6 separate regions of the Mus musculus genome follow, and all the other regions are linked to region 3. Evidence: chromatin contacts called from public Hi-C, HiChIP or PLAC-seq and promoter capture Hi-C data. All regions are on one chromosome and are shown on one strand. Each heading gives the region's core, a stretch centred on a gene start, on an enhancer-like site or on the middle of the called end of the contact. The rest is flanking DNA. Distances are from core to core; before and after follow the strand shown.

Region 1 (4,020 bases), core at 1,154-3,653, 510 kb after region 3:
CTAAGCATGTGGCCCTGGGCCATAAAAGAATACTGGCTGACCATGAGCCTGAGAGCAAGCCAGCAAGTGGCATTCTCCGTGGTTTCTGCTCCCGGTCCTGCCATGGCTTCCCTCAGTGGAAGACTGACCTTCAAGCATAAGCTGAAGTAAACCCTTCCCACCCCTAAGTTACTCTTGGCTAAAGTGTTTTATCACATCAACACAATGAAACTAGAACAGCGTGCTTACATTTACGGACTGCTGCTTTGAGCTGTGGTCTCCCTTTCCAGCTATGGGTAGTTAAGACAGATTGTTGGACATGCCTAGAATGGCCCTTGGGAAGGAGCCAGGGATGGGGGTGGGGTGATCTGTAAATATGCTTTTCCAACGTATCCCCACTGGTAGCTGCTGCTGCTGCTGCTGTGGTCCAAACTTTGTAAATCTACAGCTTCTGGGCTGGGACTGACAACCAGGTTGAGGGCTGAACGATGAAGCTTCCAGAAGAAAGGTTTTGAAGAATATGAAAGTATTCTCAGGCTTTTTAATCTGGAAACAGGAAACTTTTCAAAAAATGACTCAGGCATTGCCTGTGGGTCAGAGAGGGTGATGTGTGAGGGCCCACTGAGACAAGGCATTGGATTTACTCACATTGGCTGCCCATTATCCCTGATGTCATGCCTCCTGGTTAAACATGTCTGTAGCTGGCTCTACTCCCTGGCCTTTATCCTGTCCCACAGGTAGATCTAGATGAAGATTTTGTTCTCCCTAGCCTGCCTGGTTCAGACAAGTAGCCATGCTACTCACTGCCTACCCCACTGTCATAGTTAGGGCTTCTGTTGCTGCGATGAAAACATCATGACCAAAAAGCACATTGAGGAGGAAAGGGTTAATACACTTCTAGATCATAGTCCATCATTGGAGAAAGTCAGGACAGGAATTCAAGCAGGGCAAGAATCTGGAGGCAAGAGCGGATGCAGAGGCCATGGGAGGCTGCTGCTTGCTCCCCATAGCTTCCACAGCCTGCTTACTTATAGAACTGAGGCCCACCAGCCCAGGGATGGCACCATCCACAGTGGACTGGGCCCTGCCCTATTGCTCACTAACTGAGAAAATGCCTTACAGCTGGATCTCGTGGAGGGGGTTCCTCAACTGAGGCTCCTTCCTCTCCGGTGATTCTAGCTTATGTCAGGTTGACATACAAAACCAGCTAATATACCCATCATAATCATTTAAGTTCTAAGTTAGTTCTCCTTGCTTGCCTCTTTCACTGAAGAGGCCAAGGCCCTCGAAAGCTACAATGTCTGAGTTTCCTTGTGGGTGGCTCAAATTCCATTTGGTCACTGGGAAACACCAGGATGAGTTCCAGCTGTTTCTTTAATGCTGTGTTAGTTTCTTTTTTTGTTGTTGTTGTTGTGACTAAACGCCCAAAAGAAGTAATGTAAGAGAAAGGGGATTTATCCTGCCTCCTGGTGGTCAGGGAATAAGAATATCATGGCACATAAGATATATATATATATATATATATATATATATATATATATATATATATATGTAATATATTATATGTATAATATATAATGTATATAATAAGAATATCTTGGCAGCAGGAAGAGGAGGCAACTGGGCATTGTCAGCAGTCAGGAAGCTGAGATACGGATGCTGATGTTCTTCTTGCTTTTTTCCTCTTCACTCTGGACCCCAGCCCGAGTAAACAGTGTGACCTGCATTAAGGAAGTAGGCTTGCTAAGTAATCTGTCTTTTAGGTGATTCTAGTTGCTGTCATTTGTGTCAGCAAGTAATACTATCACACACTCCTCTCTCCCCGGAGTGGCATCTCTTACAATGCAATCATGTGTCACCTAAAGACAAAGATATGTCTGAGAAGTGCATCATTTTGGTGAGCAAACATCATAGGATGCACTCATGCAAATGCGGATGGTATAGCTCAGGACACAGCTAGGCTAAATGGTATAGTCATCATAAAAGTGGCCGGTTGTTGACTAAACCACTGTTGCACAGTGTGCTTCCCTGTCTAAGTGACCCCTGCTCCATGATTCCAGGTTTATAATTGGAAAATCATTTCTGTAAAACTCTCCCTCAGGGTGGTAGTAGCTTCCTGCTGCCGTGATTTCAAGAGGCATCACTGTCCTTAATTCATTCCATTGATCCAGAGGAAAAAGCTCACTGCGGCTTCTGGTGCATCCACCCTGAACTCCACCCACTCCACAGAGTGAAGTGGGCACAGCAGTGGAGGCGGAGCCACCGCAGACCTCATCTGCCAAGCACTGAATGGCTGTTTTCTCTAGGAAGCTTCCCGCAGGAGAACACAGGCTTTTCTGATAAAGCCAAACAACAAGACAGAATGGCTGCCCCTGTGAGCAAATGTGCTCCTGAGGCCCGAGTCTAGTCAGGAGGTTGGTACCAGCAGCCCTCCAGAGTCTGGTGATGTTGCCATGGTAGCAGAAGGGTCACTGCTTAGCAACAGGCCAGAGCTGCGGGAAGTTGCTAAGGTATTTTCACATGTGTTAAAGCAAATGGATGTTTATGGCAGTCTTGAGTGTAAATACACCGTGGGGGGAGAAGAGAAAGCATACACACACAGGCCACCCAGCGACGTGAAGGGCTGCATTCCCCTGATACCCCGGGCCCAAAGAAGATGCCTTTTCTCTGGAGGAGGCTGTAGAAGACCTGGCGAAGCACATCTATCATCCTCCCTAAAACAGTTGACTTCCAATTGACCCTGTCATAAAAGCATCACCATCACTTAATTATCACTGTGGTCTCCTAAATGGATTTTGAGCATCTCAGTGACATGGTAATCAAATGCTAGTACTGCTGAGGCCCAACACACAGCCCCTCCGTCCCTCTCTTTCTCCATCACTTGGTACACATCATGTCACTTCTCTGTGCCTCAATGTCTTATCACACCTTTCATAGTTTTTGTGAGAATTAAGTTATTCCATGGCAGCATGACATAGGTATACCACATATAATGCATAATCTGTTCAAGATAATGTTCTTAGCAGCCAATAAAATTATGAGTGCCTGGCCCTATAGAAGTAACAACATAAAAATTATCAAAAGCTAGAGCATGTCTATTTCATTGCCAGCGTATCAAAGGAAAGGGCCTAAGTCCTCGGTTGGCCAGTCAACGTACCCCAAATCTGACTTCAGACTGAGTTGCCTACTTAGGGGCAGTTTTGAGGATTAAAGCAATTCATGTAGAAATGCAGCATAATGTCTGCCCTACAATAAAGATTCAGTAAAGGTTCCCCTCACTACAAAAAAAAAAAAAAAAAAAAAAAAAAAAAAAAAAAAGCTAGTATTGTTCCTTCCAGAAATCAGAGCTATGTAGGACTGAGTTCCAGCCCTGAACACATGCATGCACCCTACCAGACTTACACACATCTGTGTCTTCTTCACCCTGCCTTGACCAACACTTACTTCCTCTACCTTCCCACCAGTCTCATGTCTGCATGATCTTCAAAGCCATGCATAGGTCTACCCTTGCCTGAAAACTCCCTGACCTAGCTAATTTTGGCTATCCACTTCACACAAGCTGGAGTTATCACAGAGAAAGGAGGCTCCCTTCAGGGAATGCCTCCATGGGACCCAGCTGTAAGGTATTTTCTCAATTAGTGATCAAGGGTGGAAGGGCCCATTATGGGTGGTGCCATCCCTGGACTGGTAGTTGAAGTGTGGACACTATGCCCCTCCTTAGATTTGGGAACAAAACACCCATGGAAGGAGTTACAGAGACAAAGTTTGGAGCTGAGATGAAAGGATGGACCATGTAGAGACTGCCATATCCAGGGATCCACCCCATAATCAGCATCCAAACGCTGACACCATTGCATACACTAGCAAGATTTTATTGAAAGGACCCAGATGTAGCTGTCTCTTGTGAGACTATGCCGGGGCCTAGCAAACACAGAAGTGGATGCTCACAGTCAGCTAATGGATGGATCATAGGGCTCCCAATGGAGGAGCTAGAGAAAGTACCCAAGGAGCTAAAGGGATCTGCAACCCTATAGGTGGAAC
Region 2 (4,516 bases), core at 1,873-4,372, 270 kb after region 3:
CTTGTGCTGTCTGAGTGGCAAGGTTGACTCTCAGACTCCCTTATTTCTCATTAGAGAAAGTTCTAGTCTTGCCTAAGCCATTTTCCAAGTGGAGTCATTAAAAACTGGGAACTTGCATAGAAGATTGGATTGCTCTACAGAACAGTCTGTGGAATACTGGATGCCTATTTTCCTTGTTAATTCTTAGATTTTTTTTCCCCCTTTCTTTTTACCCAAGGCACTATTTATGCACTGCACTCTCATTTGTCCTCATAAATGTTCTTAGAAGCAGGAAATAAACTCCCTTTGTAAGAAGTACAATTTGTTCTTAAGGATCAACATTAATGGCTGACTTTCCATTAAATACTCTAATATCATTTTCTTGGTAACAGGAGCTCCTGGTATAAGACTATAATCACTTTGCATCAATTCAAACATAGACCACATGACTGACACATACAATAACATATGAAAGACCAGTGGAAGCCTGTATGCTGTGGTCTCTTTAGGAACTTCTTTATTACCCCTTGGTCTTTTATACATCACTTGGACATATCATTGGGACTGTATACCCATCTATGGCCAAACAGCCTTCTTCTGGTTCTCCAAAGCCCTTTAGTAGAAAAGTAACCAAAATGTTACCAAGACCACTTAAAACATTTCTATTTTAAAAGTTGAACTAATCTAAAAGCAAATCTGAGCAACTAACGTTAATATTCCTTCTTGGTTTCTGTGATGAGATTCCTGAAAGGGGGAGTTTATCTTCTGCTACCAAAGCCTAGGAACCCAAGTGTGGAAAGTGTAGTTCTTCTCTAAGGCTTTAAATTCATTTTAAGACTGCTGAAAACAACTTGGAGAACTTCAACTCAGGGAACCAAGGGCTGTGCTGCTGCTATGACAGCACAGTCCCTGTGGTGGGAGGTAGAGAGCACTGGGGATTTTGGTCAAGAAACTCCCATGACAGTTGTTCAATTTCATTACACCACTCCTAGTAATAGGTTAGAGCTTTCTGTGACTTCTTCAATAAGGATCCTTAGAGACCACAAGGAGGGCTGTTTTGGCCACTGAATAATAATATGCTTGTCTCTGTAGCCCAGCTACATTTGAAATGTTCAGGTGGTTAACAAGATAATCGTGTATAAGACTTAACAACAAAACAGTCCAAGAAAATAAAACTGGTTCAGAGCATGGCTTTCCTATAGGCAACTCGTTTGCCTGCTTTGGCTCTGCCACCCTTGCTAGGCTGCCTCAGGCAGTACTCCAGTCTTGTGCCATTATTGATTATACTTTGTGGCCATAGAAAACTATTGTGTTGGCTATTGGGCTCACAATGCTTCTACTCTAGCTTATATACAAAGAGATGGTCCAGTGGCTTTATTAGTTATCTATGACCCTAGCTATGGACCTACTCATCGATCCCAGGGTAAATTAGGCCTGTAAGAGTCTTTCTTCATTTTTTTTTAACACAAAGTAAGAGAAGAAGGTCATTCCTTCACCAAGGGCAAGATTTAGGCCAGGAGGCTTGAGAACTATCAGTGACTCATTTTCCCAGTTGCTGAGGAAATAAGATTATGACAGAAGCAAGGGAGAGAGAAGAGGCTACTCGTGATAAAACCCGAACAAGCTGGTAGGGTTATTTAAGTCCCAGTTCCAGTGATCCTTAAGAATCTTTTATCCCTTGAATAATATAAAGCATTCTAGTCCTCTAGTCTCTTCCTGGTACATTTTCATTTGTGTCTAAGACAGTGTGAGTTGGGCTTTTTACATATTATCATCAAATATGCATGGTGAATTCTGAAAGGTTTAGGTTTCATCAAGAGCTACTGGCAAGTGGTATGAACTACCCTGTTAGGAACAGTGCAAAGAGAGTACCCTGGCGTCAGCCTGGATCAGCGTTTGGTTGTATGCACATTTGTTTACTCTTTAGGCTTCTCTGAGTGAGAAACATCCACTTTGTCATTTAAGTGGCAAGAAAATGAACTCTTGTCAGTCCTTGGCACTTTCTATTCAAATATCCACATGAAAGATCCCCGGGGCTGAGATAAAGATAAGATGAGCAAAACCTAGGTATACCATGGAAGGAAGTACCCACTCTCAGAGTCTTGCAAATTCCCTCAGCTTCCTTTCTTACCACATCCTAGCCCCATTTTAGATGTTCCAGATGCTATGAGGACACAGGGTGTGAGCTTTCAACATAGTAGACTGTCAAATTTATTTTGGAACTGAAATCTAAAACAGCGAATTTTCATCTGGCTTTGTCACCAATTCAATATGATCTCAAAAAGACTCTGTAACCTATCTGGGCCTGGGCTTCTTATTGGTAAATTAAGAACAATCACGTCTACTCTGGTTATTTTCAAGCACTGTGATAAGAATAATATTAAATCATGAACGGAGTGGTTAACAGGCTTCTTGGAGGCTGTACAATTCATTCACTGGAACATTAAACCTAATCTCTTACATAAACTCTAGGTTTGCCTGTGACTCGTTTCTTATTTAATTAATTAAACAAATAGGTATTAAGTGCCTACCATGATCAAGGCTGAGAGAGGTACCTGTGGAGAATGAGAAGAAAAATCCAACACATAATATGTTCCATAGGAAATAGAAGTTAGGTGGGATGAGAAGGAAACCACCACCAGGACTCACATAGCTTGATTGATACCCAGTGATTCCCGTAGCCCATTGCCCAGTGGTTATCCTTGGTCTTTCCTTATCTCTTAAGGCAGGTCTACGTTTACTCTTAGGTCCATCTTTTTCCACAGGCCAAAGTTGCTAGGGGAATAACCTGCAATTAGAATTATCTTAGAGAAAAAAGAATTCATCTCAAAAAAAGAGCCAGCTATATATCCTTGACTTACCTGAAGCCTCTGAATATCAGACTTGGAAGACAAAGTTAGCCAGTGAGCAGGTCTAAAAGAGAACTCCTGGTGAATATTCTTTATTACTCTTTTTGGTATTTCTTGACCTTCAATGACACATCTTATATTTTGAGGTCTAAGATAATTGGAAATAAAATGGGAGTTCCAATGTTCAGGGTTCAGAGCCCCTCAGAGAAGTGGCAGGAGTCGGATTATACTGCATGTCCAATACTCAGCAGCAACAGGCGAGGCATAAAGTCCCTGCAAATCTCTCATCCTCTGCTGTCCTATCTGGGGAAAGACATGCCAGCGATTTAACAAGCACAAGGGTGTAAATCACACAGTGAAAACTCTCACCATGGAAGGACAAAGATTTCCTAAAAGAATGAGGGAAAAAAGCCACCCAGTGCTAGGCATTCTAGGAGTTAGTGTTGGTGTCTAAATGTTAAACATTTACATTTTACAGCAAAGTGACATTTTTAAAGGCATTCTATTGCCCATTTGCAGCCATTACTCGCTGTTGGCCATGGACTTAAGGCTGGAGCTGAGCGATGAATCAAAGGCACCCTTTGTACCATGTCACTAAGCAACTGCCTCCTCTTCTGTCTCTCACAGAGCCTGGGCTGGGCACACAGCCTGTGTCATCCACATGGTGAGTTTACGGGTCTTGATTTATGCCAGCCAACGTTTCCTGAGGAAAAGGCAGTTGAGTTTGGGCTTGGGCCATGTCTCGTCGATGTGCTGGGAGGAAAACATGGAGCAAGTGGGGATCAGCACAAGTAGGCAAGGTCAGGCCTGGTGTTTTGTTCCAGATTGCCCTAGCATCTGTAGAATATCGCTTCAGTTCAAAGAAGGCAAGTAGACAGCATGCATGTTGATGAGCTCCTTTGCAATCCAAAGTGGGCATTCCTAGTCTATCATAAAGTATGTTATTGAGCCAGATGTAGCTTGGAATTGTATACGATATATATTTCAAGACTCCCTTACCAACTGGCCAGTTGGCATATGAGATGAGCCTATTTGTCACCCTGTCTATGTGCCAAAGTCTGATTGCCACCTCTTTTTTTTTACATAAGGCTTCAGCATTTCTTCATATATAGCTGTCTCTGTAATGGAAATAACAAGGTTGGGGACAGCTAACCTGCACACTTCTTTGTGTGCATAAAAATCACTTAATCATGCTGGCACTGGACAAGAATTTGATGTTGTCCACAACACGTACACAGAAAGTCATGATGCTTGTCACTTAATGAACACATGCTGTGCATCAGGTATGCAGATGGGTTAACTGATTAGTATTCGCCTTTCACAGTGAACTGAAGGCTCAAAGAAATAAAGTCATCCATAAGACTCAGCCAACCAGAGAGAAGCTGTACTTGAACCCAAGAATGTCTAACTCCAAATAGTTCGTTCTTAGATTAAAAAGTAGACCTTGATACTGGGCACATTGGCTCGCCATCTAAACATTCAAATTTTCTTCTTTGCATCAAGAGGAGAGAGAAGATCCTTTCTTCCTTTCAGAACGTGTCTCCAGATCGTTCCTCACTCTGTCTAGCTTCTAGCTTCCCTGGCAGCTCCTTTAACCCTCCTTGTTTTCAGTTTTCCTTTTAACTAGGTTACAGGGCAAAGTCCAACAGAAAGACAGACCTAAGTGTATGTATGAGAAAGGACTTAAC
Region 3 (4,016 bases), core at 1,027-3,526:
AGGACCCATTTGGCACGCCCTGTCAAGACACGCCCTACCACACCCCGCCACGCCCCTCCACCCCAGCGTCTAGTCCTTGGCCAGAGGGTCAGCGCAGGCGCGTCTGCTCTCCGGGACACAGCTTGGGAGCTGCTGTCTTCTGCACTCGCAAGCGAAGCGCTCCGTCGCAACTGTGCGCCATGGACAGGGAGCCTGAATGCTCCAAAGCGCCAAGAAAGAAGCACGAGTGGGCGAGAATAAGCTAGCTGGACCAAGAGATGTCCCAGGGCCTATCCTTCTCCATTTTACGTCCTCGAAAACGGCCGTGCAGCTAGGGGCAGTAACAGGGCGGGGTCTCTCCCAACGGGAGGCGAGCGAGACCGTTAAGCTAGAACACCCGGGGACCATCCTGGCAGCTTGGGCGCCACCCGCGCCGCAATAAAAGCCTCTCGCGGCTTCCCGCCCAGCCAGCCTCGCTCTGATTGGTCGCCGATCAGAGTTGGCTGGAGGCGGTGGCCCAGCTCTGCTCTCTTGCTGCCCTCGGAGGGGGGCGCACTGGGTGCTCCCGGGGCCGCTCTGTGGGCTCCACACCCAAGGCTTAGAGATCTGGACCAGTACAGCCACACCAGGCAGAAGCCACAGCCATGCGCGGTCTCCTCCGCCTAGCCTGCTTTCAGCTGGTGCTTGGCAGCACACGCCCCCCCCCCGCCCCAGCTGTCGGCCCATCCCACCCAGCTCTCGGCGGCCCCAGTGCCCTTTGCTTCCCCCTCTCCCAGTCCATTGGGACGCCAAAGCACAAATCCTTGGGTGGGGTAGGGGCAGCAGCTGGAAGGGAGGGTGGGCACACTGAGGAATTTTCCAGGGAAAGCCGAGATGGAAATAGCCAAAATGCAATGCGCCCCCTTCCCGAATGCTAAGGATCTCTGGGCGGTGGCACAGCCCTCGCCACCCGCGACAGCGTCGCTACGGTCTTTCTCCCGAGCTCCCCATTGTTCACACTTTGCCAGGATCAGGAATATCGCCCAGAGAAAGGAAGAGGTGTCTTGGGCAGCTGGCTACCTGCCATTCTTCGCTGGCACCGTGCAACCCTAGGCTCTCGGTGCGTGTAAAGGCACACGCGCGCACACGCGCGCGCACACACACACAACCAGGCAGCCCCGATCACGCCCTCCTCACCCTCCGCCCCTCTGCACTTCCTCCTGTCAAAACGCGGCGCTGGACCCTCCCATCCCTCCGTGCTCCCGGCCGAGGGCAGGTTTTGCAACTACCCAGCAATTTGGCAAATGAAAAACTAACGTCATTTGCACGGGGGTGCAGGAACGACCACAGGGCCCTGCGGTGCTGCCGGTGGTTGCCCCATTTTGCAAACCGTTATTCGGGGCGGGGAAGACGGGGGAGTAAGCGAAGGCTGCAAGCCTCACTTTACCCCAGCCCGGGACATAACGGTGGGGGTAAAACTGCCCCAGCCTTATTGTTCACTCTTCTCGAAGCTTGACAAACACCTCTAGGTGAAAGATGAGCCTGGGGGGCGACACCACCCGAGCCACGCATCCGCCACCCGCCTTCGGGGAAGGGGAAAGCAGCGCTGCCCATCACGGCAGCATCCCGGTCCCCATACCCCTGTCCCACCTCCGCGGGCACACAAGTGGGAAGGGCGTGCGCGGCCGCCACTGAGCGGGGAGGCAGCCGCGTCCAGCGCCGTCCCGGAGGGCACGGGTTTGGCTGGCCAAGCAAGGACGATACGATGCGCTCCCTTCTCAGCTCAGTGAAAATGCTGTCTTTGCTTTACACACAAAACCAGCCAAAAGAACCGGGCTTCTCGGGGATAGGGAGAGAAGACAGGGGCAAGCGGACAATTAACAGACCCGATGTAGATTTTTTTTAATTAAATTAAATTAAAATGTACCTGCAGTTCCCAGGAAAAACAAAGTCCAGATGAGATCCTTAGTTCGCAGCATTGTAAACTGCCGGCTGGGAGGGATGTTCTGGCCGCGGTAAATTCAGTGCCTTCCCCTTGCAAGCGACTGTGGACGGCGGCGGAGCAATGGACCGAGGAGCAGACAATTGCCAGGCTGGGTATGATTATTTTTGCAGAATTGTTTCTTGCCAGCCACTGCCGAGCTGCGTTCACGCGCTGAGCGGAGAATGAGTGACAGTCCCAGCCTCAGCACACTCGCAACTCGGAGATCCCTGCGCTGGCCCGGGTTGGCTTTGATGGAACTGGGGATGCGAGCGACGGGCGGGGGGCGGAGGTGAGAGCCTCACTGTGTCCTTCCACCACGCCGACCACAAATAGTTCCTAACATCCAGGAGGTAAGAGACAGGGGAGGCAGATGCGGCTGCCTGTAAAACGCGGCCTGGAGTTACCAAGGGAGCCGGGCTCTTTCACAGGGAACCTTCCAGGCAGAGCTGGGATTTCTTTTCACCCTTTTCCTTCATTCACGTCTTTGGAGATCATTCTGCCCTCCGGCGTTCCTTAATCAGGAATTTGAACGTTTTTAATAATTAGGGGGAAAAAGAATTTTAGATTCGGTTCGATTTTCAAAGTTGTGGACACCCCCCCCTCCAGTTTAGTTACTAAAGTCCTTGCAATAAAAAGCATATGGCTGCTTCTGCTTCTTCTTCTTCTCCTTCTTCTCCTTCTTCTCCTTCTTCTCCTTCTTCTCCTTCTTTTCCTTCTTTTCCTTCTTTTCCTTCTCCTCCTCCTCCTCCTCCTCCTCCTCCTCCTCCTCCTCCTCCTCCTTCTCCTTCTTTTCCTCTTCCTCCTAAGAGAAGGAAATTGGAAATTTGGAGAGAGCTGAGGGCTGTGGAGGTTTGTTTTGTTGTTTGTTTTCTCCTGGCTATGAAGTTCATCTTCCCACAGAGGGAGCAACTCACAGCAGCACAACTCAGATCTCAGAAGTAGGGGGTGGGGAAGCCAGTCAAAAGAAAATGCAGAGCCATTTATAAGTAATATTCAGGAATAACCAGAAACTGGTATTGGGATCCTCCCTCTCTCTCCCTCCTTTGCCCTGGCTCTTCTGTGTGTATTAAGGCACAGGAGCGACAGCAAGCATCCTCCTTCAGCGGGAGACCTCCACTCTTAAGGCTATGAAAATACAATATGACTGAGATATCAACACAAAGACTTCCATTAATCAAGCAGCCTTGTTTGTTAAAAGAGGGGATGGGAACATAGTGAAATCAACACTCTTTAGCACCTGAGTGGGGCTTGAGTTGTGCAGGAAATACAAGTGAGGGTGCTCCAGAAGTGGCTCTGCTCAGTGAAGCCCTCTGACAGACCAAAGAGCCAGTTCACACACAATCCCAAGCCCTGCAATGTTCTTTAAAGGGCAGACTCCTTGATGCTTTAGCAGTCAGAAAACCCACCTTCTGCTAGCTGACCAGTCACCATCCAGCTCTCCTTTCCTCTGTATAATGTACCCAGTCCTATCACATGCTGCGGGTTCCAAGGATCCATGAGAAGCAGTCTGTCTCCCAGGAATCTTTCATGTTCACTTTTTAAATTTTTGCCTTATGGTGATTATAAACAATTCAAAAATACAGAAAAGTAAAAAGAATATCTCTTTGCCCCAGATTCTAAAGATAGCCCAATTTTTCTAAGTTGTGTATATATATGCATACAAATTTTGTGTGTGTGTTTGAGAGAGAGAGAGAGAGAGAGAGAGAGCGCACATGTGCATGTGAATACAAGATAAAGCTGCCACAACCTGAGAGTTCTGAACCATAAGTACAAATGACCCTTTCCTCTCCGTAAGGGGTTTACATGAGGTCTTTGTCCCTGAGCCAACAACCTGATTAATATTATGCACGTCACATATATTTTTACATATTGCTAGTTGTGTCTTTGACGACACACTGTCTTTTGCCAGTATATAAAATGACCACCTTATAACTTTATGAGATAAATGTCTCTGACTCTTTCCTAATTGAGTTTTCTACACAGACAAAGATGGAGAGACTAGGCAGAGGGTAGAGAGGAGTGAAGGTTGGAGCATCCAAAATAAGAGTTTTCTAATTTTACCACCCAGAGTGAG
Region 4 (3,959 bases), core at 1,393-3,892, 340 kb after region 3:
GGGGAACTTAATGTGTGGCTTAAGGAAAGGGGTCTCCACATATGCACCATATTACTTCCTATTGAAACGGCTCTAAGTACAGAGCGATGGAACACTAAGAATTGGAGAGGATATGGAGCAGCTGGATCATGTATACACTGTTGATGGGAGGGTCAATGGATGCAACCACTTTGGTACATGGATGAATCTTAAAAATATGAATGTAAAGGTAAAAAGCCAGACACCAACGAGGCTATAACAAGTCTGGCCTTCAGTGGCAGACTTTAGAGAGGAGATCACTCCTGGGAAGGGAACAGGAAGTGTGGGCTGAGAAGTGAGAGGAGTCTTCCAAGGGTGTTAGACGTGTGCTGTGGCTTGATCCTGGGGTTCATTCACACGGGCACGTTCACTAAGCTGCATGCGGAAGGTGGAGTCAACCTTTCCTCCAGCGAGGTTATATTGAAGAGTTAGACAAAGGCAGAGACTAGCAGTCCAAAGACAAAATTTACAAGTGCAAAGAGGGGAGAGTAAAGGACAGTATAGACGGACACTACACTGAGGATGCCACTCAGTCCCGGGGGAACTGAAGACACGCAGTGTGCTTGCAACTTACCTTCCTACTCTGGAAAGTCTATCCACAGAGTCTGCTGGGACCAGGAATTTTCCACCACATCTTACAGGGCCAGAACAAGTAGCTCACAGGCAGAAATGGAAAGGGGGGGGAGGGAGGAAGGGAGGGAAAGAGGGAGGGAGGGAAAGAGGGAGGGAGGGAAAGAAGGAGGGAGGGAGGGAGGGAGGGAGGGAGGGAGGGAGGGAAAGAGGGAGGGAGGGAAAGAAGGAGGGAGGGAGGGAGGGAAAGAAGGAGGGAGGGAGGGAGGGAGGGAGGGAGGGAGGGAGGGAGGGAGGGAAAGAAGGAGGGAGGGAGGGAGGGAGGAAGGAAAGCTGCATTTTAAGAGTAGAAAAGTCACATGCCCTTAAGAAGCAGAAAGATTTTCCTCTCCTGTCTGAACTGAGGGTAAGTGGAGAAAACAGATTTAGGAATTACCCTGGGGGCAGCTTGTAGGAAATTAATAACCAGAAACAAAGTCAAAGCTGTTTATGTCTATCCCATCCCTAGAGAAAGAGTCCTGTTTGGGACATTTGGGTCTCCCTGGGAAAGGTGTGTCCCTGCTGAAGACAGGGACACGTGATCTCAGTGCCACATTTGTGCCTCCTGTGCACTCCTGCCAAGCTTTCCCCTTCTCTCCAGGTGCCCTCAGAGTCTAGCCCAGTGCACAGAGATTTCCTCCTTGGATGTCTGGTCCTGCAGACGAGAAAGGATTGCCAACTCACTCTGCTCTCCCTGAGTCCCACAACAGCCACCTCCAGCAGACAAAGGCTTCCCTCTCCCACAGAGAGCCGGGGAGGTCGGGGCAGGTGGGCGAGACAACCCCCATTCTTCTGGGCCCTCCTGGACCAGATACCTAGGCTCCGTCCTTTCTCTTTTCATTTTGTCTGGATTAGTTTCCCATTGCCTCATAATTCACACTTCCTGTCTAGGCTCCAAAGCCCATAGCCAGAGGATCCCTCCAGTGTGGAATGCCGCTTAATACCTTTAACATGCCTGCTTCTAAGGCTAAGAACAGGAGAAATACATATTTTCATGTTACATCTCTATCCATCTCTATATTTTTTAACATGTCATTGTGCCACTTTGTGCAAGATTGCCATTTTAAGTGGAGGGTTGGCCTCCCTCCAGGACTTGATGCATCGGGGTCAGGTGACCTCTACGGCAGCTGTAATTTTTCTGCTGAGCTTCCATAATTCGATGGGTTAGCCTGGGGAGTTTTCATCACCTCGGTGAGTTGCAGTGAGTAGCTCTTGAAAGGGAGGGGACAGCGTTTAAAGAGCAGGAATTCTTGCCTGCTTTCCTCTTCCTCCTCTCCATTTTCTAGGGAAAGGGGCAATTAAGTCCTTGTCTGGACTGAGGAAAGATTGAAGAATACTATGTACACACTGAACTCCTTAGGTGCCTGTGATATTGTTCACAGAAGCAAAGGCAAACAGAGCCACAGCCTTGATCATTTATAGCTACAGACTATTGGGAGCTGAAGCCCAAGGATGTTTACTGAAGCCAACCATAGATAACCACTTGCCTTTGTCTGGGGAAAAAGAAAAAAAGGAATCACTCCCTTGACATCTGTGTCAAGGTCATGGTCTAGACCTTCCTTGGACCCAGAAGGACTCAATCTGTAGACCCTGCAGCCCATCAGGACTGGACTGCCCAGAGCACGTGACCTCCCAGCCAGCAGCTTAAAAATGTAAAGTTGGAGGTTGGTCTTAAATTCATCTGTGAAGGAGTGTCAAATGAGAGAGACATCCTCCTCATGTCTGTGTGACCTTTGGGACTAGAATACAGAGGCTCTTTTCCCTGCTCCGCCCGCCACCCCAGGAGGACCCACAAATGTCCTCCCCTAGTGCTCTGGGGGTAACTGTACCTTGTGCCCAAGATCCTATGGTAAATCCCCCCTCCCTTCAAGTGCCTATTTAGAACCGGGAAAAGAAACAGAGGGGAAAATTATATAAAATATGTGTATTTTCTGCAATTCCTTTGGGTGATATCCCTAACAAGCCACAGCTGCAAGCAGCTCAGCTGAGCAAATGACGGGAGTGTATAAATATCTAGAACCACCGTGTCGCCAATTCAGTTCTCCTACTGCGGTCCCACATAGCCGCTTTTAACTTCTCCAAGAGATTTCAGAGGGAAAGAAGCCTGGGTTCCTGGCCAGGCCCTAGATACACAGTGAACAAAATCGGCCTGTGGTTTGTATTAGAAAGACTGGCCTGTTGGTGTAAGTGAGCACATGGGTACACACGGGTGCTCATGCATGCATGTGCACATGTAAATGTGCAAGCATGTGATGTGAGCATCTTGGAGGCTGGGAAGAAGGCTGCAGAGATAGGGAAGATGAATACCAACCACTAAAAGTTCTGATTTCCATGCCCCTGATATAGGACATTTGTTTACATGTGAGGGCAGGAGGGGAAATTAAACAATGATTTTCAAATCCCCAAAGAACTCTTAGGCAGCAAATGGTATCCAGCTGTTTTCCACCCCTGCCCTACTTTCCCATCTGCTGCCCGTTTTAGGTGGTGCCTATGGGACAAGAGCACTCACCACCTTTTGGTTGGCAAAGCCCTGGGCATTTTGGCATGTGAACTACACAGACCATCCCCTCAGAGATGGGAGTTGGCACAACCTGACTTTGCAAAGTTGACCATACTCTGAGTCTATACCATCTGGTAGAAGGGCCTTGCTTAGTGAGAAAGTAGGCCTGAGGCCAAAATGAGCAAGGCTCTGGAGTTCTCAGGGCATGGTGCCATGCCACTGGTGCCAGATACCAGACTCACTCTCTGGATCCCCTGAGAGCAGTTAAGAAAAGATCAAGACGGGTGATTTGGAAGACCTCCCAGTGGGCATCTGGATCCTGGCCATGGAAACCAAATCAAATCCTTGGGCTGTGAGAGTATGGTACATGCATATGCAGTAATTCATTCACCTTTTCAATAGACAAGAACAGCCACCCCTCCCCCACTGCCAGAAGCCAGCTCAGGCTTTGGTGTTGCCTGTGATTATTGATATTCATTTGCCCTAATAAATAGGGTAACATGACCTTAACAGAAAAGAGAGGTTTCCTCTTTTGATGGATGTAGAAGAATTTTGTTACCATGGCCACTATTTCTCAGCTCCTGTGGAAAGTCCTGACTCTAGAAATGCAAATTGTTGGGGACTTGCAACCTAGAGGAATGTGGCTCCAAAAGGAGGGGGCACTGAGGACATGTCTGCCTTCTGCCTCTGACCAAGTCATTCATACCTGGAAAGCAACTAGTCTGGATGCTGGTATGAGGGCTTAGAGGATTATATGATCTAGAGACTTGGGGACCAGTCTGTATTTTACCCTAGTAGCCTCACTCCAATGTTGTGTTCTATTTATTTTAGC
Region 5 (4,274 bases), core at 1,067-3,566, 400 kb after region 3:
TCTGAGCTTCTTGCCTTTGGAAGAATAAACCTTCATGTGCTTTAGCCACTGCTATTTGGAACTTCACATTCTGAACAGTCAAAGCTTTATTGGTATAAGATCATAACATCTCATGGAATTCTCATTAGAGTGAGGTCAAATTATATATCTAACGGTCTGGTATTGCTTGGCTTGTGAACTGCCTGAGCAGTGGCTTCTACAGATCACTGAAGAGGAGAGTGAGGGTCGATGGTCAGATCTATCTTTTATCAGGAACTTGAACCTTAGTCACTTTAGCTCCAATACCTTGATATCTCTAGAATTCTGCCTTAGGGACACTACCTGTCCTTGGAGTTCATAGTCCCCAGCACTTGTGGCAAGTCCAGCACTTTCTTGCTGACTATTCTGCTCAGGTTGTATGGAGGAGCGTCTTTCCCTGCTGCCATTAGCAGTCCTCTCTCTATCTGACTCCCATCACTAAGTCCCCAGCATCACTTAGGATCCGACACCCCACACCCGCCACACACACACACACACACACACACACACACACACACACACACATACACACACACACTCACACCCTCTGTCTTTCTGTGAAGTGAGTGCCACTTCCAAATCTCATCTTCTAGCCCCATCCTTCTCATAAAACATGCACATTCTCTTCTTATGACTTACTCCTTGGGGTCCAGGCCAGCATTCACCTGCCTCTTCATGAACAATCGTTGTGGTGTAAGGTTTGTAATAGAGGCTACTCTCTCACATCTAAAGACTGTGAGGGTCCTGGGAGGAATCCATGGGCCCGTGCTTCTGGGTGATACCTTCTTGCTCAAGCTCATGCTCCCACTCTCTTGTCTCCTCCAATTCTAGCTAAATTGACAATGACCAGCCTTGGCATCCATGATGTGGGTAAACCTAGGCAGGCAGCGTTGGGGGTCAGTGCTTAGCACCAGAAACACGGGTCATCCAGACACCATGGGCAGGGGTTGCTACCAATGGCAGCCAGTCATTAGAGAAATTACTTAGCAGACTTTTCTCTGAGGGAACAAAGCTTAATTTGCTGGGGCTGGCACTCTCTGTGGCCAGTGAAGAACTCTCAACTTATTAACTCCTTGGAGCCATCTAGAAAGAAAAGGAAAGAGAAAACATTCACACTAACACACACACACACACACACACACACACACACACACTGAGTAGATTAAACAAAAGGCAGACTCCAATAACTTCATACATAGAAATACATACATGCATATGGACCTACAGACAGACATACATATTGACACATGGAATGGTTAAAGCTGAGCTCCAGTAAGCAGGCTCCAAGTATTTCACACATACACATACATACCTATGTACACACAATTGGTGGATGGAGCAAGCTCCAACACACACCCAGACAAGCTTTAGATATGTACATACATTCACATAGTTGATGGATAGAAGGAACAATGTTCCAACCCCCACACTTTATTTTTTCTTCCATAGCTTGTATACCCTAGCAAAATCTTTCAATCAGTATAAAATTACAATGTGATTTTCTTCTAGTGAATTTTAGTTTTCTTCTAGTGAATGACTATGAAAACACAGTATGTTCCCAAATACCTTTACAAAAAAAAAAAAACCCATAGTACGGGTAAAGAAAACAAATTATTCCCAAGAACCCACATACATTTGTAATTAAGCAACTTGTTATAGATTAACAAAGTGTAGGCAAGCAAGGTGGTTTTCTCAGCCATTTTCTCTTACTGGCAGGCAGCAATTTGTGGTTACGACGAGAGGAGTAATTATTTTATTATTTATCTTTAAAAGTAATCTTATAAGACTCTTAAAAGAATCACAAATCTAAACTTTTTATATAAAAATCAGCCACATCTACTTTACAGCCTCAGAATGCATATCTACTTAACAGCAACTCTTATTAAATCATATCAGGAAACTGAAGGTAGAAATGGGAATAAGAAATCGATTATCACCAGTCCAGCCTCAGTGAGAGTCACGTCAGCCAGTGTTGCCATTGTTCTTGTTCCCTGACCATAAGAGGTCCCTAGCTTAACTAATAAGAGTGTAACTTTCTGAACTTCAAATAGTTCCCTAAGATTTTCTACATCAGTGCCACTAGCAAAAACATCTTAGCCTAACTTCACTAACAATGTTATTTTTCCAAATGCTTTCTAATGGTGGTAGTCATTGTTGACAATCTCCATCTCTAAGTTCTTCTCTAGGGTGGTGATTGAATCATTAATCTGCTCCACCAGCAAGGCCTGGAAGAGGTCAAGCTGTTGTGGAGTGCCAGCTATACTGCCCAGTGAGGGGGCTGGAAGCAGAGCAGAACTCCATAACAACAGGAAGCCCTCAGGACTCATAGTTCTCAGGGTCATGCCACAATGAGGCTCACCCATATGGCTGTGTAACCAGTGAGCTGCATTCGTGAGTTCTAAAGCTGTTCGCCATTCCTCCTCATGGCCCACAGCCCAAATGACTTATCATTTCCTTCTCTTCTCTGTGTCCATCATGTTCAAAAGGTGTCTACATAGTGCACATCTTGCTTTCCACTATTTTTTGGTGTCTGTTTTGGTAACAACCTCCTTCTTAATCACACCACATGCCCAGAGGTATCTGCTGACCTCTGGGTTCTGGTTCTAGTTCCAGGGCAGATTGACTCTGTTCTTCCTGTCCTTAGAGAGCTCTCCATTACCCTCCTATTGTTCTTCTCTCCTCTGTCCTACAGACTCCTGGTGTTGGTTTAAAGTATGCCCATGAACTCTTGTCTCTTAGAAAGCTGAGATTTTCTCTTCACTCTGGGGTCTGTATCTAGCAATTCCTTGAGAACAGTGATTAGGTCATGTTTTCTTCTTCTTCTTCTTCTTCTTCTTCTTCTTCTTCTTCTTCTTCTTCTTCTTCTTCTTCTTCTTCTTTTTCTTCTTCTTTTTCTCCTCTTCCTCCTCCTCCTCCTCCCCTTCTCCTTCTCCTGTCCTCTTCCTCCTTTTCCTCCTCCTCTTCCTCCTTCTTTTCCTCTTCCTCCCCCTCCTCTTCCTCTTCTGTCTCCTATCCTCCCTGCCCCCGAATTCTTTTACTGTAGAAGCCACATGCAATGTCTGAGAACAGTCTAGCAGCCTCTTGAAAAGGCTCATATCATAAGGACTGGAGATGTCTGGCCAGTAAACAGCAAGGACCCGAGATCAGCCAACAGAGGCATGAATCACTTCTTTGAGAATAAAGTAAACCTAAGAACTGGATTTTCCACTGTTAAATTCTATAGTTTAATTCTGGTTTTGTTTTTCTAGCTCTAAAGTTGATCCTTCAGAGGGCTGGGATTGTAGTTCATTCAATAAAGTCCTTGGCTTGCAGACATGGGGGACTGAGTTTGACCCCAGAGCCCATGTATAAATTGTGCAATGGTAATACACACTTCTAATATCAGTAATGGGGAGTCAGAGAGGGATCCTACTGGACAGGCAGTCTATACTGATTGGTCAGCTCCTGGCCAGTGAGATACCATTTCAAGAGATGAATACATACTTCCAAGAATGTCATACAAATTTTCCTCTGCCCACATCTATAAACATACATGTTCATGTGTGCAAATACACACATACACACACACACACACACACACACACACACACACACACACACAGTGGGAGGGAATTGAGAGGAAGAGAGAAACTGAGATATCTTTCAACTCTGTCGAGCTGCCAGCTAAGAGAAATCCCAGCTGGTACTTTGAAGGCACTCCCGTGACAGACTCTGAACTAGAGCCATTTGTGAAGCAGTTCGTGGATTCCTAACTCTAATCAACTATGTAAAGTAATAAAATATTTATATTTGAAGCCACTGAGGTTTAGGTCATTCCACAAACAATGCATAAGCTCTGCGAAGACCCTTTCCTGTCATCTTTCAAGGCGTCTCCCACAAGATTCTTCCCGTCATAGTCACATGTCGAGCAGCTGTTAGTCAATTGCTTTGACTGGGAAGGACTGACCAGGGACTGGGAGAGCCTAGGAAAGGCTAAAAATTGATACTTTGGGGGACCAAAGAGAATATAAAATGGTGAACTAAAAATACAGGATGATGGATGGAACCGTGTATTATTTTTCTATAGTTGCTACCAAAAAATTACGACAAACTTGGCAACATAAAACAACAGATTTACTCTCTTGCACTTCTGGAAGCTAGAAGTTGAAAATCAGATTCACCAGCCTGAAGCTAAGGTGGCAACAGAGCCAGGTCTCCAGAGAAGAATCCATCTCCTTGCCTTTCTTCTATCTGTGGCTCATGCTTGCTTCCATCAT
Region 6 (3,932 bases), core at 312-2,811, 330 kb after region 3:
GGCAAAGGTAACCTTACCTGAGGGTTAAGTGCATGGGTCAGAATCACCTCATTCCTAATTGAAAAGAGGGGTAAAAATTTCCCTCATCCTGGCTGAGGAACTTAATCTGATGGAACAGATAAATACCATGCTGTTGTTATCCAAGCAGAGATCAGGTTCAGAAAGATGGTTGGTGGCATGGATTCTGTTGGAGTTAAGACAGGTGTTGGGCTATAAAGCAGAAATCAGCAACCAATTGATTATTGACCTAGGGTTGGGGCAAGGCTCCAAGATTGAGGTTCTGGGGGGAAACTGGCCCAATGAACAGTGCTGGGGGGGGGGGGGGAGATCCAAGAGCTGATTGCTTTTCTACCCCTGGAGCTCTGATAATTCCTTGCTGAACCTAGGTGGTCTAGCCTGCAGAGTGCAGTGAAGGCCACAGGCTTCTACCAGATCTTCCAAGCTCCACTCAGAGATGGGAAGTTCTAATAAAACACAAATCCTGATTCTCATTGGCTCGAGGACTGCGAAAGCCTGAGTGCACAGGGGACAAGCTATTATTGCTGGCAAAGGACTGTGCTGAGTCAGGCAGGGAAGCTAATAAGAGTCTACACACCAGGAGCCTCCAAATTCCCTCAATTTGGAGCCAGCTTCTTAGAGAGACAAAGTTGAAAGAGAGATACAAATATAGGGCCTGTGGTTTAATGGAGACTTTTTATTTATTTATGAATGCAACTGAATGAGAAGTATTGCAAAATACAAACATCAGATTATCTTCTCTTACATACTTAGTGGATAAAAATATAATGACATGAAATCCATTCTGTCCCAGGAAATTGGAGATAGACGGAGGTAATACCCATAGACCATCAAGAGGGAAAAAAAGCTATCTTGTGGTGTCATTAATTAAGCAGAGCATAAATATTTATTGATCATTACTATGTGCAAAACATTGCAGTAGGGGCTGTGTAAGATTTGAAAAGAATTAAAGGAGGCCTCCTGTGCATAGAGTTTTCTAAGCCAATGGTAGGGGAAGAGAGGGAAAAGGTGAAAAGCAATACTCATTAACCCTGCGGTTTCTGCCTGTGTTACCTGGACACCTTACGTCCACAGAAGGTCATTATGTTTACCTGTGCAGCAGACTGGAAGTGCTGGGAAATAACCCCTCCCCCTAGAAGCAGCCTTCCACCAACCACTCAACCCCGTTGCTACATAAATATCTCAGCCCTTTTGCCCCACAGGTGGGATAATTTTGAGCCATGGGGCTTTGTACCTTTTCCAAGCGTTCCCTCGTGGGATTAAGCTCTGGTCAACTGCTGTGCTGGTGGCTTAATAACTCAGCCTTTCTTCCTCCCCCTTCCCTCCCGTGGACTTCTCAAATAAATGATCTGCCCTTGAATCTCTGGTTCCAGAAGAAGGGTCTGAAGAGAAAGCAGAAAAAGACAAGTGGGGAAAGAAGAAGAAATGCTGCTGCGTCTGAGGACACAAACAAGACAGCCACCAGCTGCGTACTCTGAGACCCATCCCTGCGTCTAAGGCCTTTTCTACTCTGCTGATTGTTTAGCATTACAATGGTGGGGATGGGCAAGGCATCTGTGAGAGATCTGCAGTCAGCCTGACAGGAAGCCAGCTCCCATCCTCCAGCACATCACTCTCAGCTTTGTGGCCACTCAGTCATACTTCTCTTACTGCCCCACACCCCTCTGCTAGGTAGACTGCGCTCCCACTGGCTCACTATATAAAGGTGATGGGTGTGTCTGTTGAGTGGAAGGCATGAACCTAGTGGAGAAGATGCCAACAGGCCAAGGACAGCTCAAGGTTAGCTTTAAACGGAAGGAAGGATACAGCTTTACTGGGGGTTCAGAGGGAGGAGGGAGGGGATGAGTCCAGCAGTCTAATGGGAGGATAGAGATGTATGAATTCAGATTCAATGAAATCATGCTGTTGCATTGTGACTATCCATACTCCAAGAACCTTCCCCTTAGAGGGCAATGCTCCCCTCTGTGGATAGTATTAGTGTGGGTCTCTGCCCTGTCACCCACAGAGTTAGCATATGACTATCCTTGCTTCACCTCGCTGTGTTCCAATTGCAAACCCCCAGAATCTAACATCCAGCCCATGACAGTCAGTCAAACTCAGGCTCCTCGCAGGCTTCTCACGTCACTGAATGTACTTCAAAGGTAAACTCTATTACTGCATAACAAATTATTCCCAAAAGTGTGGCTTAAAATAACAACAAAAATAGTTATGTTGGGTTTGGTTTGGCATTTGGAAGCCCCTTGGCTGTGAGGTTCTGGCTCAGGACTTCTCACAAGGCTGCAGTCATGGTGTAAGACCTGCAGTTACCAGAAGGCATGGCTGGAGATGAGGACCATGCCCACATGATGTACTCACATGATTTGAAGCAAGAGCTTGTATTTTTATCACTATTGGCAGGACATGCCAGTTCCCCTACACACGGACTTTCCACAGGACACATTTTGAGTGGCAGTATTGCCTAATGGCTTGCATTTCCTCAAATCAAATTATATATAAACAGAAATAAGGTAACCCACAGTGTCTTTTAGACCCTGGAAAGTCATACACTATCACTTCCACAATATGCTGTTAGTCACAGGCATCTCCAACTCAATACAGGCAGGAAGCATCAAAGAGTGTAAGAACCAAGGCCAAACACCAGGAAGGATTTTGGAAGCTTGCTATCACGGTCATTCATGGACATTCAACTCCCTAGCACCAATGTCCTACGGTAGTCAGAGGCTGTGGTCATGGAAGCATCAGGGTGGATGCACACTGATACTGATCTCCAGTAACTTGTTGGGTTCTTCTCATTTTCTAAGCCTGCTCCTCCAGTCTCCTGTGAGTTCTTTTGGCTCTCACATCCTTACCAAGGGCAAAGTTAGTTTCTCCTGCTTGAAAACAAGAAGTATATCTAAGATAGATGGTATTGGTCTCTAGGCAGTGGTGGTGAGTTTATATGATAAGAGTTGGGGAGAAGAAAGAGCTGAGTCTTAGAGAGTCAAGTTTATGGAAGAATGGAAGAGGGACATAATTGTAAGTATCCAAGAGAAACTGTTAGAATCACTGGGCAGCCCTGAGAACCAATGGGCTTCACAGAAGACAGTTAAGAGATCTGTGCTCAACATGTTGTCATGGCTTTTCTTTTTTTACTTTTAATTTAACCAAAGCCCATCTTCACTTTGTGTAGAAGCCACCAAATTGCTGAAGAGTGTACAAACTATAGAATTCAGACCAACACAGAAATGTAGGAGGGTCCATATTTTTAGTTTATTTATTTTGAACCTTAAATACATTTTATTTTTATATTTTTCCCTATGAGGTAGGGGTTGTGTTTTTTTATGTTTGGTAGAGGCACAGTATGGTGAGGTAGAGGGGATTGCTACTGTGGGCCCATGCTGAGGTACCAGATATAGTATGGATAAAGTTTATTTAGGGCATGAGAAGGGGAGTTGAGGAGGGAACAGAGACAGAGAAAGGCAGAGGAGTGGGGAGACAGAGAGCAAGATAGAGGGGGGGGGGTAGGAGAATGGGAGGAGAAGGAAAAGAGAGGGGCAGAGAGTAAGAGGGTGAGGAGAGGGCAAGTAGCCCCTTTTATAGTGAGTCAGACATACATAGCTGTTGCCAGGTAAATGTGGGGTGGAGCCTAGAAGGAATGCTAACAGTAGGTATACCTCTTATTTTATGAACTTATTCATTTTCTCTTTCATATATCCTTGTCCCCTGGCTCCCAAGCACAACCCATTATTCTGAAAGTTCAAGGTGCATTTGTGTGCTTGTGTATGTTGTTGCAAGGACAGACCACTGTACTTGCATGCACTTCACACTGTTTAAATTGTTGTACTCTGATCATACTCTATTCCATCTATGGCAGACACACTAGCTATGCTCTGAAGAGCCATCCATTTAGCATGCTGTGTTTTCATTTGATCAGA

The links. Promoter capture Hi-C pulls out the DNA fragments that hold promoters and counts their contacts. Hi-C and Micro-C count contacts between places; a contact is called where the count stands out from the background. HiChIP or PLAC-seq counts read pairs in DNA pulled down with a chosen protein or histone mark.
Region 1: a contact with region 3 is called in an H3K4me3 HiChIP or PLAC-seq map of forebrain, with 7 times the contacts expected there. The contact joins the enhancer-like site here to the promoter of Ncam1 in region 3. A contact is called at or near these places in 5 of 39 promoter capture datasets (the 3T3-L1 cell line, cranial neural crest, embryonic stem cells and 1 more), 7 of 484 Hi-C or Micro-C datasets (cerebral cortex, cortical neurons, embryonic fibroblasts and 3 more) and 12 of 115 datasets of contacts at active chromatin or transcription factors (the NIH/3T3 cell line, astrocytes, differentiating embryonic stem cells and 8 more).
Region 2: a contact with region 3 is called in an H3K4me3 HiChIP or PLAC-seq map of neural progenitor cells, with 14 times the contacts expected there. The contact joins the enhancer-like site here to the promoter of Ncam1 in region 3. A contact is called at or near these places in 5 of 39 promoter capture datasets (the 3T3-L1 cell line, 3T3-L1-derived adipocytes, cranial neural crest and 1 more), 10 of 484 Hi-C or Micro-C datasets (cerebellar granule neurons, cerebral cortex, cortical neurons and 4 more), 15 of 115 datasets of contacts at active chromatin or transcription factors (astrocytes, craniofacial prominence, differentiating embryonic stem cells and 9 more) and 1 of 9 other capture datasets (liver).
Region 4: a contact with region 3 is called in a promoter capture Hi-C map of neural stem cells. The contact joins the enhancer-like site here to the promoter of Ncam1 in region 3. A contact is called at or near these places in 11 of 39 promoter capture datasets (the 3T3-L1 cell line, 3T3-L1-derived adipocytes, cranial neural crest and 7 more), 1 of 15 datasets of contacts at CTCF or cohesin (the NIH/3T3 cell line), 5 of 484 Hi-C or Micro-C datasets (the AML12 cell line, the HL-1 cell line, dorsal root ganglion neurons and 2 more), 17 of 115 datasets of contacts at active chromatin or transcription factors (the NIH/3T3 cell line, craniofacial prominence, embryonic basal ganglia and 12 more) and 1 of 9 other capture datasets (adipose tissue).
Region 5: a contact with region 3 is called in a Hi-C map of uterus, with 2.7 times the contacts expected there. The contact joins the enhancer-like site here to the promoter of Ncam1 in region 3. A contact is called at or near these places in 4 of 39 promoter capture datasets (cranial neural crest, embryonic stem cells and liver), 1 of 484 Hi-C or Micro-C datasets (uterus) and 9 of 115 datasets of contacts at active chromatin or transcription factors (craniofacial prominence, embryonic basal ganglia, embryonic forebrain and 6 more).
Region 6: a contact with region 3 is called in an H3K27ac HiChIP or PLAC-seq map of embryonic stem cells, with 11 times the contacts expected there. The contact joins the enhancer-like site here to the promoter of Ncam1 in region 3. A contact is called at or near these places in 5 of 39 promoter capture datasets (the 3T3-L1 cell line, cranial neural crest, frontonasal cranial neural crest and 2 more), 1 of 15 datasets of contacts at CTCF or cohesin (the NIH/3T3 cell line), 8 of 484 Hi-C or Micro-C datasets (the AML12 cell line, cerebral cortex, cortical neurons and 2 more) and 19 of 115 datasets of contacts at active chromatin or transcription factors (the NIH/3T3 cell line, VIP interneurons, embryonic forebrain and 9 more).

Annotation. Positions count from the first base shown.
Region 1 is chr9:50,303,893-50,307,912 of GRCm38.p6, forward strand. No RefSeq gene overlaps it. Among named protein-coding and RNA genes, the nearest start is that of Gm39336, 4.0 kb to the left of the region's middle. Within about 2 kb of position 2,404, at least 59 of the 459 cell types and tissues checked have an H3K27ac peak or open chromatin away from gene starts, as enhancers often do. A contact at or near this core is called in cerebral cortex, cortical neurons, embryonic forebrain and 4 more, where this site is marked.
Region 2 is chr9:50,061,544-50,066,059 of GRCm38.p6, forward strand. No RefSeq gene overlaps it. Among named protein-coding and RNA genes, the nearest start is that of 2310003N18Rik, 170 kb to the right of the region's middle. Within about 2 kb of position 3,123, at least 33 of the 459 cell types and tissues checked have an H3K27ac peak or open chromatin away from gene starts, as enhancers often do. A contact at or near this core is called in cerebral cortex, neural progenitor cells, oligodendrocyte precursor cells and 2 more, where this site is marked.
Region 3 is chr9:49,796,793-49,800,808 of GRCm38.p6, forward strand. Ncam1 (neural cell adhesion molecule 1) reads right to left here and starts at 2,277. Exons shown (of 19, transcript NM_001113204.1): 1 at 1,886-2,277. The coding sequence starts at 1,937.
Region 4 is chr9:50,139,634-50,143,592 of GRCm38.p6, forward strand. No RefSeq gene overlaps it. Among named protein-coding and RNA genes, the nearest start is that of 2310003N18Rik, 92 kb to the right of the region's middle. Within about 2 kb of position 2,643, at least 23 of the 459 cell types and tissues checked have an H3K27ac peak or open chromatin away from gene starts, as enhancers often do. A contact at or near this core is called in neural stem cells, where this site is marked.
Region 5 is chr9:50,196,200-50,200,473 of GRCm38.p6, forward strand. No RefSeq gene overlaps it. Among named protein-coding and RNA genes, the nearest start is that of 2310003N18Rik, 35 kb to the right of the region's middle. Within about 2 kb of position 2,317, at least 1 of the 459 cell types and tissues checked has an H3K27ac peak or open chromatin away from gene starts, as enhancers often do. A contact at or near this core is called in uterus, where this site is marked.
Region 6 is chr9:50,122,845-50,126,776 of GRCm38.p6, forward strand. No RefSeq gene overlaps it. Among named protein-coding and RNA genes, the nearest start is that of 2310003N18Rik, 110 kb to the right of the region's middle. Within about 2 kb of position 1,562, at least 15 of the 459 cell types and tissues checked have an H3K27ac peak or open chromatin away from gene starts, as enhancers often do. A contact at or near this core is called in embryonic stem cells, where this site is marked.